2 separate regions of the Xenopus tropicalis genome follow, and region 2 is linked to region 1. Evidence: chromatin contacts called from public Hi-C data. All regions are on one chromosome and are shown on one strand. The core of a region is the stretch at or near the end of the contact, and the rest is flanking DNA. Distances in the headings are between cores, read along the strand shown.

Region 1 (7,261 bases), core at 4,049-6,548:
GTTCTCTGGGTCTGTTCCTTAAGGGCTCTGGCACACGGGGGAGATTAGTCTCCCGCGACAAAACTCCCTGTTCGCGGGCGACTAATCTCCCCCGTGTGCCAGAGCCCTAAAACAACGTAACAGAAGTCAGGTCTGTCAATCAGCTTTAATCAGCATGCTTGTGATACTGTTTCAGGAGTCAGAGGCAGGAGTGCAGAGCACGTAAACAGCTAAACAGATATTTCACTATTTCTATTTCTCCTCAGGAGCCAATAAACCCACCTGCTTGACTATGGAAGAAAACAGGAGTACCATAGGATTCAGAAAAAAACCTTGTCCTGCTTGGAATCAAATTGATGACCCAGCACTGCAACTAGGTCATCATACTACTATAAATTAAAAAGATTAAAAAACCAGAAGAACAAAAAAAAAGACCAGTTTCAGATTTTCTTTAAAATACTGCTATCATTACCATACTAAAACTGATTTCAAGGTAAACTGCCCCTTTAAGTTAGAAAACAACAAAAAAGTGTACTATTTTAGAAGAAACCGCTGTCTGCAGTCTAAAAATCTGGCAGCTCTATACTTACTGTGTGTTTTTTTGCTCCCCGCATATCACTTAGAAAACTAGGTATCTTTTGCAGGAGCTCTCCAGGGACTGCAATCATCTGAAGCAGCAGTCCCAATGCAACCCCCACCCCCCATACCCCCTGACAGCCTCTTTGCATTGCAGAGAGCAGAGACGGACACTAGTAAAGAATATGCAATAGCAGCCTCTGCAATAGAATAAACAAATTTACCACTGACCTAGATGCAAGTGCAAGACAACCAAGGTGCACAACAATATGTCCCTTGCACTTACCAGCTGGTACAATGGCTTCTGCCATTTGATTTGTAGTTTAAAATCTGCCACAAGTTACAGAGTGCAGTGCATTTGGGTACAAAGCAGATTTTTAATTGCCATATATGTTGAGGACTCCATAGCACGTTGTGCCTGTTATGTGAATAATACACAAGCCAGGAGCATTCAATGGGGTTACCCCCAATAAACATAGGGAGGTACTCTCCAAGGGCTGCTGCCACCTGAGGAGTCCTCATGTGTCCCCCTCTTTTAAATTGGAGTGAATTAGTCATTATCTGCACTTTCCACTATAGTAGAAACAAAATTTGTCTCTTAAGTTACCACCCCTGGTAACCTGGTAACCTTGCCCCATGTGGCAGGAGCGGCCCTGCTCTTTTGGTTATATATTCACCAGCTATTCTTCTGCCCAAAATGGCTCACTCTATAGCGGAAGCAGACCCCACAGTGGTCACAGTGGGGCAGGACAGCTGGGTCTGATTCCTTTAGAGTAAGTGACAGGGAGTGAGTGATGGAATTGGGTGGGCTGGGAGTGTGGCAGTGGCCTGGGAGGGGTGCAGTGCATGTTGGGCCCCGTGCCCTGTAGTTACGCCTCTAACATAAATATTTTTACTTAGGTGTCTCTCTTTCTACAAGGTACATTTAATACAAAATTCAAGCACTCGGCAATAAGTATAATCCTAGCAGCATGCATCAATGTCAAAACAGGGTCAGTTCTACTCATTATGAAAAAACATTTTTTTACTGTGGGCCACATTTTGTCTTTTTTTTTTACTTTTCCAATAAAACATTTAAGAAAATGTAATTATGCTGTTTATCCCGTAAGAAACACTTGAATTTTGTATGTCGGTTAGGACCCAATACTTTAATATTTGTTGCATTATGTAAATTGTTTGCTGAAGGGATAATATAAAAGGATTTGTCATACAGCAGAATCGGTCTAAGAAAATCATTTGATGGTTAATTCAATCCTGAGGCATACGTCATATTTAGCTACGATATCTTGTTAGGCTTCCTGCAATCATAATGATTTACAAAACAGGCATTAACATAATGAAGGAGGTTGCTGTATGGCTGAGCTTTACAATCTGCTTGTCGCCCTAGCCTATGTTGATCAGCTGCGGTGCATCTACACGTCTGTCTCATTTAGCCTGAGTTAAAATGCCCTTTTCTTCCTCCTCACTGAAAGCATTAGGCAAATCTACGACTGCTTGATATAAAACATGGGTCTGAAAAAAAAAATCAGCATGCTGAAGAAACAAAGGTTATAAAGGAGACCATTGTGGAGCCATACTGGGGCCTCATTAGCCAGACTTAACCCTTCACCCCTTAAGAGCCACAATGTGGCACATTTTGACCATTATCCATGGCTGCAATCATGCTTTTTATGAGCAGCCTAAATGTCAGTGGGATTGCGAAGAGGAGCAGGCTTGTGATTGAATAATCCAAGCTATTATAGAACAGCAAAGTCTGAATTGTACAATGGAAAAGATATTCCAATCAGTCTTTCTGGATACATTTCCTCAGGCCAGGATGAAGATGTGCCAATTTTGCAGAACAGGCTGGTTGACATATTAGGGTGGGGAGAATGTTTACTGGCTGAAAGAAAAGGGCACCAGAAGCAAAAGTAACATAATTAGTGTGAAATTCCCCTTGCATTTTGTCAAGTGCAATTTGCCCTTCTAAATTTTTCACACGTAATTTTGTAAACTATACCACATACCACGCCATTTCTTTTCAGGCTAAGTAAATGAGAAGGTGGGATTTAGGGATATAAGACTTTTTATTTTTGTTCAATAAATCTTTAGGTTTGCCTATGGTTTTACTGAGCAGCTGACTAGGAGTAAATACAACCACAACCAACACCCCAAAACATTAATCAGACTTAAATGTGTATTCAGAATTTTTGTGTGGAGGCTAAACATTTATCAAGAATGCTGCATAATCACCAATGTACATTGAGCTTTTTTGTGCTGTGGCTTCACATTGCACACCATCACCATCCCAGTACATTAAAGACAGTTGGTTCAGCACAAACAAGAATAAATTGCAGTTAAAGAAAAGTTGGGGGGTGTTTAGGTCCCCCCCCTCAGACCTGCAGAAATCACACGCCACAATGGGGCCCCGTGGTGCAGGTGGGAAGGACAGGGCTGGCCTGCACCCATCAACTGTGCTCTTTTATCTGCCTCAATGTGCAGAGTGCAGTCAGACTCTAGAAGTGCTCTATTGCGGCCCTTAGTGCTGTTGCACGTCAGCATGGAATTATAGTAAATTAACTTTGTGGCTTTTTTTTGGCACACCCACAACCATACCTGCTGTAGGGGAGCTTATTTTGCATTGGCTAGTAAAGCACTGCGCACATTGTGGCTGTGACTTTGAGTGGGCTTGCTCAGGGGGAGACTGGTCAAAAAGTAGATGTGACCTAAGTAAAAATTTACACAATTTGCACCAGACTTTTAAAGGTGTCCCCAGATTTTACTCTGAAAATCTGTTACCCTTAGCCAAGGTGTCAGTCTGCCCCTCTCACAAATTACCCAAAAGAGGTAAGGGCATGGTGATGGGTTATTTGCTGTGGCTATATCTAGAACTATAACAGGGAGACCATTATGGCAAGGTAGTCATTTAACTGTAACATTGTTCTGAGCTACCAAGGGTCTTATGAAATGCTGAACAAGATGAGGGGCTTGAACCTATAAAGTCTTGAAAACAACTGTCCTAGAGTGCCAGTAAACAAGAGATGGAGGATCAGGAAAGATCTACTAATCTGTTTGTTTCGGAGCTCAGACTGAATCATTGCTCAGTGAAATGGCTTGCAAGTAGATCATCATTAATCATGTCCTTAAAATACCAGCATTTCCAGCAAGCAGACCGAAGGGTTATCGGTACATAACTGATGACATTCTGGGAATGCCTTTAAGTGATAACCCTATCCTAGTACCTATCCTTGCCAAGAGCATTGTAACAATTGCATTGCCATTGTGAACATCTGCCTTGAGACTCTACAGCCTGCAAGGCATATGCTAGAAGATGTCATTTTCTTGTGACTGAATGAAACATCCATTAAGTTCTTCCTTATGCAAGAAATGCAATAACAAGTTTTTTTAAAAATAGAAGGTATTCACAAACCTAATGCTATACTAGGACCTGGGAAGGATGATGAGAAAGGGGTGGTGGGGGGGGGGGAGTTTTGGTGCTGCATGCTGAGCTTTATGCACCCAAAACTTTACTGGGCCCTACATACCTGCCTGCATTAGTGTCTCATTATCTAATAATATCTCATTAACTAAACTAATTTCTGTCAATTCATCATTCTCTCCTGCCCTCCCTGTCTAAAACTCCACTCTCATACAAGTCTAGATTCCACTTACATTCTCTTTAGCTGACAAATGCAGAAGAAATATGAGCCCATTTATTTCCAACATTCACCCACAAATAAGTAGTAGTATTATGTAATGCAAGGCACTAAGTTTGCCCAGGAGCAGTAACCCATAGCAACCAATCAGCAGGCAGAATGTACCGGTCACCTGTTTGAAAGCAAACATCTTATTGGTTGTTTTTGGTTACTACTCTTGGGCAAACTTAGCACATTTTATTACATATGGGGGCTAATATGTTATCTTTCACCTGGGGGCTCTCCAGCTACCAAAATCCCAATGGCAGCTGTTGTAATTCAGAAACAAATGGAGACCTCCAATATGAAGACCACAGAGCTGAATAACGCCAAACTCACTTTTTCGTTCTCTTGTGTAATTTCTCTGTCTGTAAACACAGTGCTTGAATATTTTTGTAAGGGGAAACAGAGCAGGCAGAGGTTAAAAATAGCCAGAAGAGGAAATTACTCTATCTGGGATAAATGGTGCAGCAGCGGCTGAATGTGGATAATGAAAGAGAATGAGGAGAGCAAATGGATTACGGTGCTATTTTTAGCAGCTTGCATTCTAGATTGTAAGTTCTTAAGCGAAGAGAGCTCCCCATCTTCTGGATGTTCTGTATGCCTTGCTATCTTTTATATACAGCCCCTTTATAAATATTCTATAATAGAAATTAACTAACAGTAACAAAAATATTTATTGCTGCAGGTATGCTAAACAAGTGCCCCCACAGCTGTTGTGAGCTGGAACTCCTAGCATCTGGCTGAGGATGCTGGGAGTGGTGGTTTCTAACAGATGAAGCGCTGCATGTGTGACAGCCTAGCATATTGGGTGATGCTCTGAGAATCTTAGCGAGCTGTGATCATGCACGCCATTTCACAATAGGTGATCCGAGAAGTGGGAACTTGAGATTCCTCGCAGCCTTGTAATGTGGAAGTAGCAGACGTGAGCGCCAGGAGGGGGAGGGGAGAGGGGTTTCTCATTACTCGCTATTAATCGCCTTGGGCGCTTGATTATGGGCAGCCAGAGAGCCTCACAACCCTTACACAGCGAAAGACCAGATCAACTGTGTCCATCAACTCTCCATCCTGTGAGGCATCCCCCTCCCCTTTTTTTCTTAGCACATTAACCCGCTTACACATGTCACCCCTCCCCCAACGCAGACATCAGTCTTGTCAATTTCTTGCACGCATCAGTGGCCCCTACAGACTTCCTTTGGACCACCCTGTCAATGATCTGAAATCTCCGCTCTGAGAGAATCGATAGTGTGAGAGCGGATCCTCGCTGCAAATATTTATATGTGCTGCACGTCTGCTGTCTGTTAACCCTTTCACCTTGCTGGCAGGCGTTAAAGTATGAAGTGATTGCTAGATCTCTCTGCCAGGCCCAATGTATAACAATCTGGTTCTGCCTTTTTTATGTTATAGATATCCATTATGTAAAATATAGTGGAGGTATTAACTCACAAATTCCCTTCAAAGGGGACATGCATCTGCCGCTCAGCATGGCTGCAGTTGCAACTTGGAGGACTTTACTGTATATCTCACTAATTTATGCAACTGCTCATTACTGCTGAATTATCAGGGACACCTCTATGTAAACGTGGGATTGAGTATTCTGTGTATATTGCCTATAAATGCAGTGCTGTATTGTAAATGGGTCTATCAGCATTTATTTTTCCCAAAGAAGAGAATCACAAAAGCTATGGCAACATAAAGCATTCACTGCTTTATAATCTATCTTTGTACGTGACATCAATAGATTCACATTAATTAACAGCCTATTGTATGGGATTAAAAGGCACAGTAATGGCATTGTACGTTTGTGGTTGGTAATGTTAGCGCTATTTGCGCTTTGAGCAAGGCCAGCTCAACCCCAGCCTCCGTTATTGTGTCTTCGTTCTCTCATTTATATTCCCTTCTCTCCCTTGTTCCCTTTATTGCCGTCACTCCACGTATTTAACACGTCCTTTTCAACCCACACGGTATTTTTTCTTCCTCCGATCAGCGCATTTCACTTTACGGGGCTTAACCCTTGCCGTCACTGCAATAAATGGAATGCGCCGATGTTAAAGAGCGCCGCTTTGTGTAATGAAACAGACAGAATGCACGATAGCGTAATAGATGTGTGACTGAGGGCAGAGGAACTCTAGTTTTCTCTATGGGCAAAGTAGGGCCTTGCGGCCAGCCAGCAGTCTGTGGTGCTTGAAGCGGCTACATCCACCTCCCTCACTTGACGTAATTATTTAAAAGTGGCTAGATGTGTTGCTCTAATTATTTTAGATGTTGTCCGTGCCTTCAATAATTAATTAATAAGCGGAGAGAAGCACGCTATGGCGATTCTCTCGCTGAGATCTAGATAGGCAAATCCTATAATTCTGCTCAGATCTCTGGAAAGCTGCTGCCTATAAACCGCATGAGACTAGAGCGGATAAGGAATGCATAAATAGCTGAGCCATATGATGCTCGATTGTTAAAGCAAAAAGCATAATTAGCACCTTACGAGCACCCACAGGAGCAGATCTGTCTTCTAAGGGCAAAGCAGTATAACAATATTGAACGTTCGGAGACATGAAAGACGATATGAGGCAGCGTGTTGCAGGTGCTCTCATTAAATGAGGGAGGTTTAACCAGTACAGACCTACGTCTTTCTGTCAAGAGACTCCAAATGTCTCCGAGAACTACCATATGGCCTGCCTGAAGCCTAGGGTGGGGGTGCATTGTGGGTTTAAATATGTTATGCACATCTAATGTTCAGGCTAATATAAATCATTTATGCATACCCAGGTTAAGCGGTTTTTCTTTGCTTATAAACTGCTATTATGTTTAGGCTCAGAAAGGCTTCGGGACAATGGGCAGATAGCAGCCCATATTAAACAGTAACACTGGATAATGTATTTATGTTCCATTGAGTTATCATTCACCCCATACAAGCACACCCATTTGGCACCTGTTTTGATTCTTTTTGTAATTTATCACTTTATTTGCACACACGCAAACCACCAGCCGTTTGTACATCTCTACTGACAATGTTGGCGATTTAAACCTAATCT
Region 2 (7,315 bases), core at 3,284-5,783, 140 kb before region 1:
CTCATGGTGTTCCAATGCTTTCCCGATTCAAACCCCTGAACTTGAGAGACCCCCACCTCTATTTTATTGCAGCTTTTTATGAATCAGTGTCAGGTTAAACATTTCCATAATCGTCAGTATTAACGCAAATTACACGCCTAATCAGTCCTTAAATGGATTTTAATTAAACAGCCTTTCCAGGCTCTGGTTTTGTGGATTTAAAAAACCTTTCACCCCTACTTTCCTATTCGAGTAATCACATCAGGAGGGAGAACTGAAAAAGGAAAGACACAAATGTTAACTGCTTGGGTTCTGTATGCATTTCAAAGAAGGGAAGAATAAGCCATTGGCTGTTTCATTAGCACAAGCACAAAATGGCATAACATCTATTTCAGTATTGTTGGCATAGCATATCACCTAAATCACAAAAAGTGACTTTCTGTGAAGGTAGTTGAGATGAAAAATAAAAAATGTAAATCTGGGATAAACATAGAGCTATCCTAATAACAAATGATAATATATGGTACCTGCTATTGAAGGAAACATAAGTGCAAACCCCCTAATCTTGTAGGCAATAAATAAAAATATTTGTGTTAGCTTCCAGTATGGGCTAAAACATTATCATTTGAAAAACAACCCCTTTTTGTAGCTCCCTGTCCATGTTTGACAGACTTCAGTTCCCTATCAGGTCAGCATAGCTGCTGATTGGTTCTTATCCTACAGTGCACTGTGCCGAGTGCTCTGCTCCCCTCCACAGCCTGAGAAAGGAGGAAGCAAGAAGTGGAAAAGATGGGTGGGACTAATAGGGTTCTCGGAGAAATTTTCAATACATCAGCCCAAAACATTTTTTTAAGCAAATTCCTTCTCTATAATACACTGGAAGCTTGTTTTTTTTACCCAATATATCCTCTTTAATCTGGGCTAAAAAGGATAAATTACCTTAACAAATTACACATTTATTGGAAGATCCTATAGATTGTCTGGTCCTTGTCTCTACTACAAATACATGTGGGGTTTTACAAATAGTCCTCCCCACCAGAAACACAGTAGAATCTGGAGCTTATCACAGCTCTGCCTTCACAAACAGAAGATAAACTGCTGTCTCTTGTTATTCCCTGCTGATTGTCTGGCACCCTATAAGTGAAAGCTCTCCTGTACAGCCTGGAAAAGCATGCAGTAGGGCATGGAACCACCGTGCAGTACCAGCAAAGTTTTTTTAAAAAGAAGGTTATTTAAGTAGTAAATAAATGCATCAAGAAAAATCAAGAAACAGACAGCTCTTTGGTTTTTGTAGGCTGATTGGTTAGGAATGTCTCACAAATGGACACCTGCATTTGGTCATTTAGGTATTTATCTGGCCACAGGGTGCTCAAAATCTCTAAGGGCTCTGGCACACGGGGGAGATTAGTCGCCCGCGATAAAACTCCCTGTTCGCGGGCGACTAATCTCCCCGAGTTGCCTACCCCTGCCATCCCACCGGCGAACATGTAAGTCGCCGGCGGGATGGCAGACGCGGTGGGGCAATTTCAGGGAATCGCCGAAAAAGACTCGCGAGTCTTTTTCGGCAATTTGCGCAAAATCGCGCCGCCGCGTCTGCCATCCCGCCGGCGACTTACATGTTCGCCGGTGGGATGGCAGGGGTAGGCAACTCGGGGAGATTAGTCGCCCGCGAACAGGGAGTTAAATCGCGGGCGACTAATCTCCCCCGTGTGCCAGAGCCCTAAGACAGATTTATGAAACGGAGATAAGAGCTCACTAAAAAAAAATTAACGCACTTTCAATTCATTGCTATTGGATTTTTAGAAGCATATTTATCATTAACAAATATGCATTAGTGGGTGAATATTTTTGTAATCTCACATTTTCTGCCCCTAAGCCTTTTTTATAAGATACCATAATTATAATAAAATATGTCCCTCAAGCATGCAGAAGGTTGCTCAACATTGTCCTAAGCCATTGTGACAGGGCAATGATTTAAGTCTAGTGTTTAATCATACTGAACTTATGTATCCCTATCTATCTCTGAATACCCAAGCAGCAAAACATGAGGGCACACTGGGTGTACGGTTCGCTTCTCTCCTTGTGAGTTTTCTAGGCAGGTGGAAAGAAGTGAATCACCTCCTCTAAACTCTTGTGTGTAGCTAGACTGACAGCATAGCGTTAGTCTGAGTGCAGCTACACAGAGCAGAAATCAGCCCGAAAAAAATGCGAAAGAATGCATTTTCCGTCCAATGTCTGTTCTGTGTAGCTGGACTAAGGCTGATGCTGTGCAGTAAAGCTACACACAGAAGCATATAGTAGTTGATCCACTTCTCTATTTAGGGTCGGACTGGGGGTTGAAGGGCCCACCGGGGCTCCCGCCCCAAGGGCCCTGCAGGTGTCCCCTAACCCCCCTTGCAAGGCCCCCCACCCGACGGCCTACCCCGAGTGCATAAATTTATCAGTCGACTCGTCAATCACCCAGGTTAAAGGATTTTGATTGGGCGCCCGAGCAAAATCTACGTTTAGGGCTACATCGTCAGAAAGAGGTAGAATTCCTATTGTTTCTGAACGTTTGTGGAGGGTGGGAACGATCGTGGCCACCTTTACGTATGTGTGTACTTGTTTATACAGGAACCAGATATATTAAATACATAAAAAGGAAATGGAGCACTGTCAGACTATTTCACATATAGGGGCTGATTTACTTACCCACGAACGGGTCGAATGGAGTCCGATTGCGTTTTTTTCGTAATGATCGGTATTTTGCGATTTTTTCGGATTCTTTACGAATTTTTCGTTACCAATACGATTTTTGCGTAAAAACGCGAGTTTTCCTATCCATTACGAAAGTTGCGTAAAAAGTTGTGCATTTTTCGTAGCGTTAAAACTTACGCGAAAAATTCGTACAGAATCCGAAAAAATCGCAAAACATACGAAAAAGTCGCAAAATGTTCGTTTTCAAGTCGGAACTTTTCCAATTCGGGTCGGATTCGTGGGTTAGTAAATCAGCCCCATAGTGTACTGAATTACAACTTCGAGCATTCTCAGAACCCCAAAGGCTCCAGAGGCAATTAACACAGCTTTAAGTATGCCCAGTATCTTTTCTATAAGGGTAGATTTATTTTCCTGTCTGTCTTAAATAGAGTGGGACACCTTCCATCAATTCTATAGAGCAGGCCATAGTGACAATCTTGATGTCACCATCGCTATGTCAGAGCTGGCAGAAGACATGATACATAGGAAGTGATTGAGATGCAGTGAGCACTCCTATTACAGCAGTGAGAGGGCTGATTCCAGGCTTATCAGCAGTTTTTCCTCAGATATGGTTTGAGCATTAGGGTTTTAAGACTTTGTGAAGTGCTCAGTGCAAGCCCTTCATCTTAATTTTAATTACAATTGACCCTGAAGCACCAAATAAAGTTTAAGAATTTATGTACACAAATTTTAACCTGTTCCAAACCAGAGGTATTGTGTGTAATACTGGGTAGAGCAAAGTAAAATGACATCATAACACTGCATCATTGCTGCCTAACCTAAAACCTATACCTGTTATTGGCCGATTGGTCCCAGTAATATACAGCAGCTAAAAAACAGAATTAATACTGTAAACGCAATGCTTAGTGTATGTGACAGCAACATGCCCTTTTCCTAAATGTTAAACACTGGTGCAATACTGCTATCATTTTATGGTTTATCTATGCTTTCCTACAGCTATTAACACTGAAATCAGGTTAGTAGCATAGAGAAACATTAATAAGGGATAGAAACTAGAAGGCCCCAGGACAAGGCAATGTGGGCCCTCCTTGCTTAAATATAATAAATCACCCCATCTTAATGCCCAGTGGATCCTCAAAGCTTCTAAGGCTAATAAGCTACCCTTTAACTATGGAAATTATATATGGGTAACATTAGCTTGCATGTAGTGCCAATGGAATCAAGAGCAAATATATACCATAAGGATGCAAGATCTACCAGTCAGAGGAGCTCTCAGCCCATACAATATTTTTTTTTACATAACAGTTTAATGGTTTGATATCCAGTACTGCAATAGGATGCAAGTCCCTTCTAAGCTACCAGTAAATATAAAAAATAATACAATTTCTTCACATTTATAGGTTCCATATATCAGCCCTCCTTATCTGTGATCCATAAAATATGAATGTGTTTCTTTGCTCTATGTCTGTATGTGCAGTACTCTCCATCCCCAAACAAGGCTTATATTTGCAAATTGCACAGCACAGCACAGAGCTAGGTAGCCTAACCCCCACCCCCAAATTAATAAGCAAAGCCCCGGCTAATTCTGTATACAATGAACAAAAACAGCTAGGCGTGCGTCTCCCCAGAATTATAATACTGGGCTCTTATCAGTGGCGTGTTAAAGGGCCTCTATTGGCTGGCGCAATAACCCTTCCAATCCCAAGATTTCTAGCCTCCTGCAGTTTGTTTTGAAAGGGGAGCCATAATTCAGGCTGCATGGGGAAAGCTAACAAAACACTGTCAGCACAGACAGCAAGGCATTCCTGTGTGGCTCAGCGATCCGTGCCTCGCACAGCACAAAGCCTTTTGGGGGAGGGAAAGAGAGAGCTCTAGTATTTCCAAAGCTGCCGTCCCCAGGGAAGTCACTACCAAGTGTAACTTCAATCAAATGTTAATTCTCCCGCGGATGCTCAAGATGTAATCTGATCCCAACCAAGGTTTTACCATAGCCCGTCTCAGTGCGTAGTCGGCATCCTATGCTTATACTGTACCATGTCTCTTACTTCTTTTGCCTCCATGCCCATGCCTTTCTTTCCTCACCAGTAAACCAGCTTAGCTCATCTCCACAACCATAATCCCCCGACAACTTGCCTCCACTCATAAGTAAACTGCCCACACCCTGTCCAGTCAAATCATGTTGTGCTATATCGGCCTAATCTAGTCGCCTCTATCGGTTGCCAATGTATTAAGCCTTTCTTCTCAACAGTTGTTATGCCTTGCCTTATCTTATTACCCAACCAACCTCCATATTCCCTCCCTGGGGGAGGTAATATTTTTACTGAGCCCTTGATCATTGTTCACACTGGCACCCCTCTCAGTGCATGATTGATTTCTGTCCATAACAGAGCTTAGTGCTATACGACCTTGTGTGGAGCCAGAATGTGCTAAATCGCCAGACCCAGGACACTATGTCCGCGATTCTTCAGTTACCACAGTGTCGGACTGGCCCACCAGGATACCAGGAAAACTTCCGGTGGGCCCAGGTGTCAGTGGACCCTCTTCCTTTAGCCTATTTCATGGTTATTCCCTATTTCTGCATGGGAACAGGGAAGCTTGATAGATGGAAGAATAGAGTATGTAGAGAAAAAGAGACTACTATAATAAAGAGTTTGAGGGAGTAGAAGAGGAATTAAAGTTTTGAGAGTGAGCCCATGGTCCAGGGTTTTCTGGTGGGCCCCTGCCATCCCAGTCCAACACTGGGTTTGCATGAATATCTCCTCACTTATTATTCCCAACCTGTGGCTCTCCAGCTACTGCAGGCAAACAACTCCAATGCAATTCCTTAGGGTGAAGGCACACAGAGCTAGTAGTAGCAGCTACTTGTCATGGCTACTAAAATAGACAATGCTGATAACTTACAGATAATTGTCTCAACCTGTGTTTTAGCTAAAGCAAATCTCAGTATCGTCTATGGCAGTGTATTTTTTGGCATTTAGTAGCCTTGAAAAAGTAGCTGCTACTAGTAACCCAGTGTGTCTTCACCCTTAACTACCGTCTAACAAATAGCTCAGCGCCTTCCATACTCAAATCCCTATGAGAAAAATAACCAGGGCTCGTCTATGAGTAAAGTTGTTGCCAACTTTTTTGGTGCCATGAAAGTCGTTACCATGTAATCTTATACTTCAGTGTTTGTCTTTATTGGCAGAGCTAATCTCTCAATGTGGGGCATAATTATATATAATCCAACAGGCAGCTCTCCATCTACAACTGAACACATGTCCCAATATGCCCTGATACACTTTAGCTCTTAGTGGAAGCTGTAGTGCTAGTTTAACAAAACCTAAGGGTAATGGCACTAAAGTCTAAAGTAATAATATAGTTTTTCATTTATTTTAAAATATGTATATTTCATTTTATATGCAAGTAAATAGTTTCACATAGGGCAACATGTCTTAGTGATTCCTCACACAACTGTGCCATTTCAAAGAAACTCTTAATCCAAATTTCCAGCACTGATGTTTAGGACACATTAATCATTTTAGATCCACTGAATGGGTTTCCTGTCCGAAACACCAATATGTCCTTTATATTATTATCTCTATGGAGATGATCGCAAGGTCTTTATGCTAGCAGTGATTAGCAACAAATGGGCAGATTTGGGACGGATTATGGCGCTACACTGTGTAGGAATTTAGCGACATTTCTAGTGCTGGCTTACTGCTGATTTATAGGTTTTAGGTGGCGTTCTTAAATGATAGCAACGCCCAGTGTGCTATTAGTGTGCCACAGGGCAGTGTGAGTTATCTAGATCGTACTTCATCTAAAACCACCATAAATTAGCTGTATGCAGACATACAGATGGGATTCGCTGACGAAACCATTAAAGCAATTAGAACGCGTTCAGAACAGCTACTTGTGAACGTTGGCTTGGGGGCTTGGCGGCCTGGCAGCCGAGTATTAAATGTATATCTATGTAAATCCCATGGCCGTGCACTTTGTGATGCCCGCCAGAGGAAACGTAAGGTTACATCGCTGGCTTTCCTCCTTTACAGCCTGCCTGACCTGGTTATAGGACAAAACATACAGCGCTTGAACAGCTGCTTCCGACTTCTAAAAACATGGCAATGTGCAATGCAACAACATTACAGAACTAGGACAATGATGATCATTTCCCTTAACAGACACAGAGGCAATGCCAGCATTGCTTCCCCTTTTGTACATCCAGGATTGAGTTCTTTCTTCTATAAAGTTACTAGAGGAACAAAGAGCTCTGTCCTAGCGCCTCATTTGTCCCAAAAGGGGTTCGCCGGATCACGAGTGGGCCACAGTCCTGACATGTACTCATTAAAGGTTCTAATCATCTGCTTAGTCAAGGCGTTTTCCAACTGTTTCGTTCCTTGTTCGGAAGGAGGGTGTAATAGAGCGAGAAAGAGGTATAACGAGAGGAAATTCTAACCAGCGCAACCATGTTAATTAAAATAATATATGCATTTGTAATTTCCCTGACACCCTATTAAGTTTGTATCTATGTCTGTGCATATATTACCATCATGCAAAATATAAGCGTCGATTAGCAAGTAACACTACTAAACAGAGCAACCCTACCTGCCCCCTACATAGAATACTGGCACCCAGTGCCACTACGGGCTGCTATACA

The links. Hi-C and Micro-C count contacts between places; a contact is called where the count stands out from the background.
Region 2: a Hi-C map of neurula embryo shows a contact between it and region 1, with 1.8 times the contacts expected there. The contact joins two enhancer-like sites. A contact is called at or near these places in 3 of 5 Hi-C or Micro-C datasets (brain, gastrula embryo and neurula embryo).

What each region holds. Positions count from the first base shown.
Region 1 is chr2:57,186,303-57,193,563 of UCB_Xtro_10.0, reverse strand. No RefSeq gene overlaps it. Among named protein-coding and RNA genes, the nearest start is that of bcor, 190 kb to the left of the region's middle. Within about 2 kb of position 5,298, at least 3 of the 11 cell types and tissues checked have an H3K27ac peak or open chromatin away from gene starts, as enhancers often do. A contact at or near this core is called in neurula embryo, where this site is marked.
Region 2 is chr2:57,325,044-57,332,358 of UCB_Xtro_10.0, reverse strand. It overlaps a transcript of bcor not described here. Among named protein-coding and RNA genes, the nearest start is that of bcor, 47 kb to the left of the region's middle. Within about 2 kb of position 4,533, at least 3 of the 11 cell types and tissues checked have an H3K27ac peak or open chromatin away from gene starts, as enhancers often do. A contact at or near this core is called in neurula embryo, where this site is marked.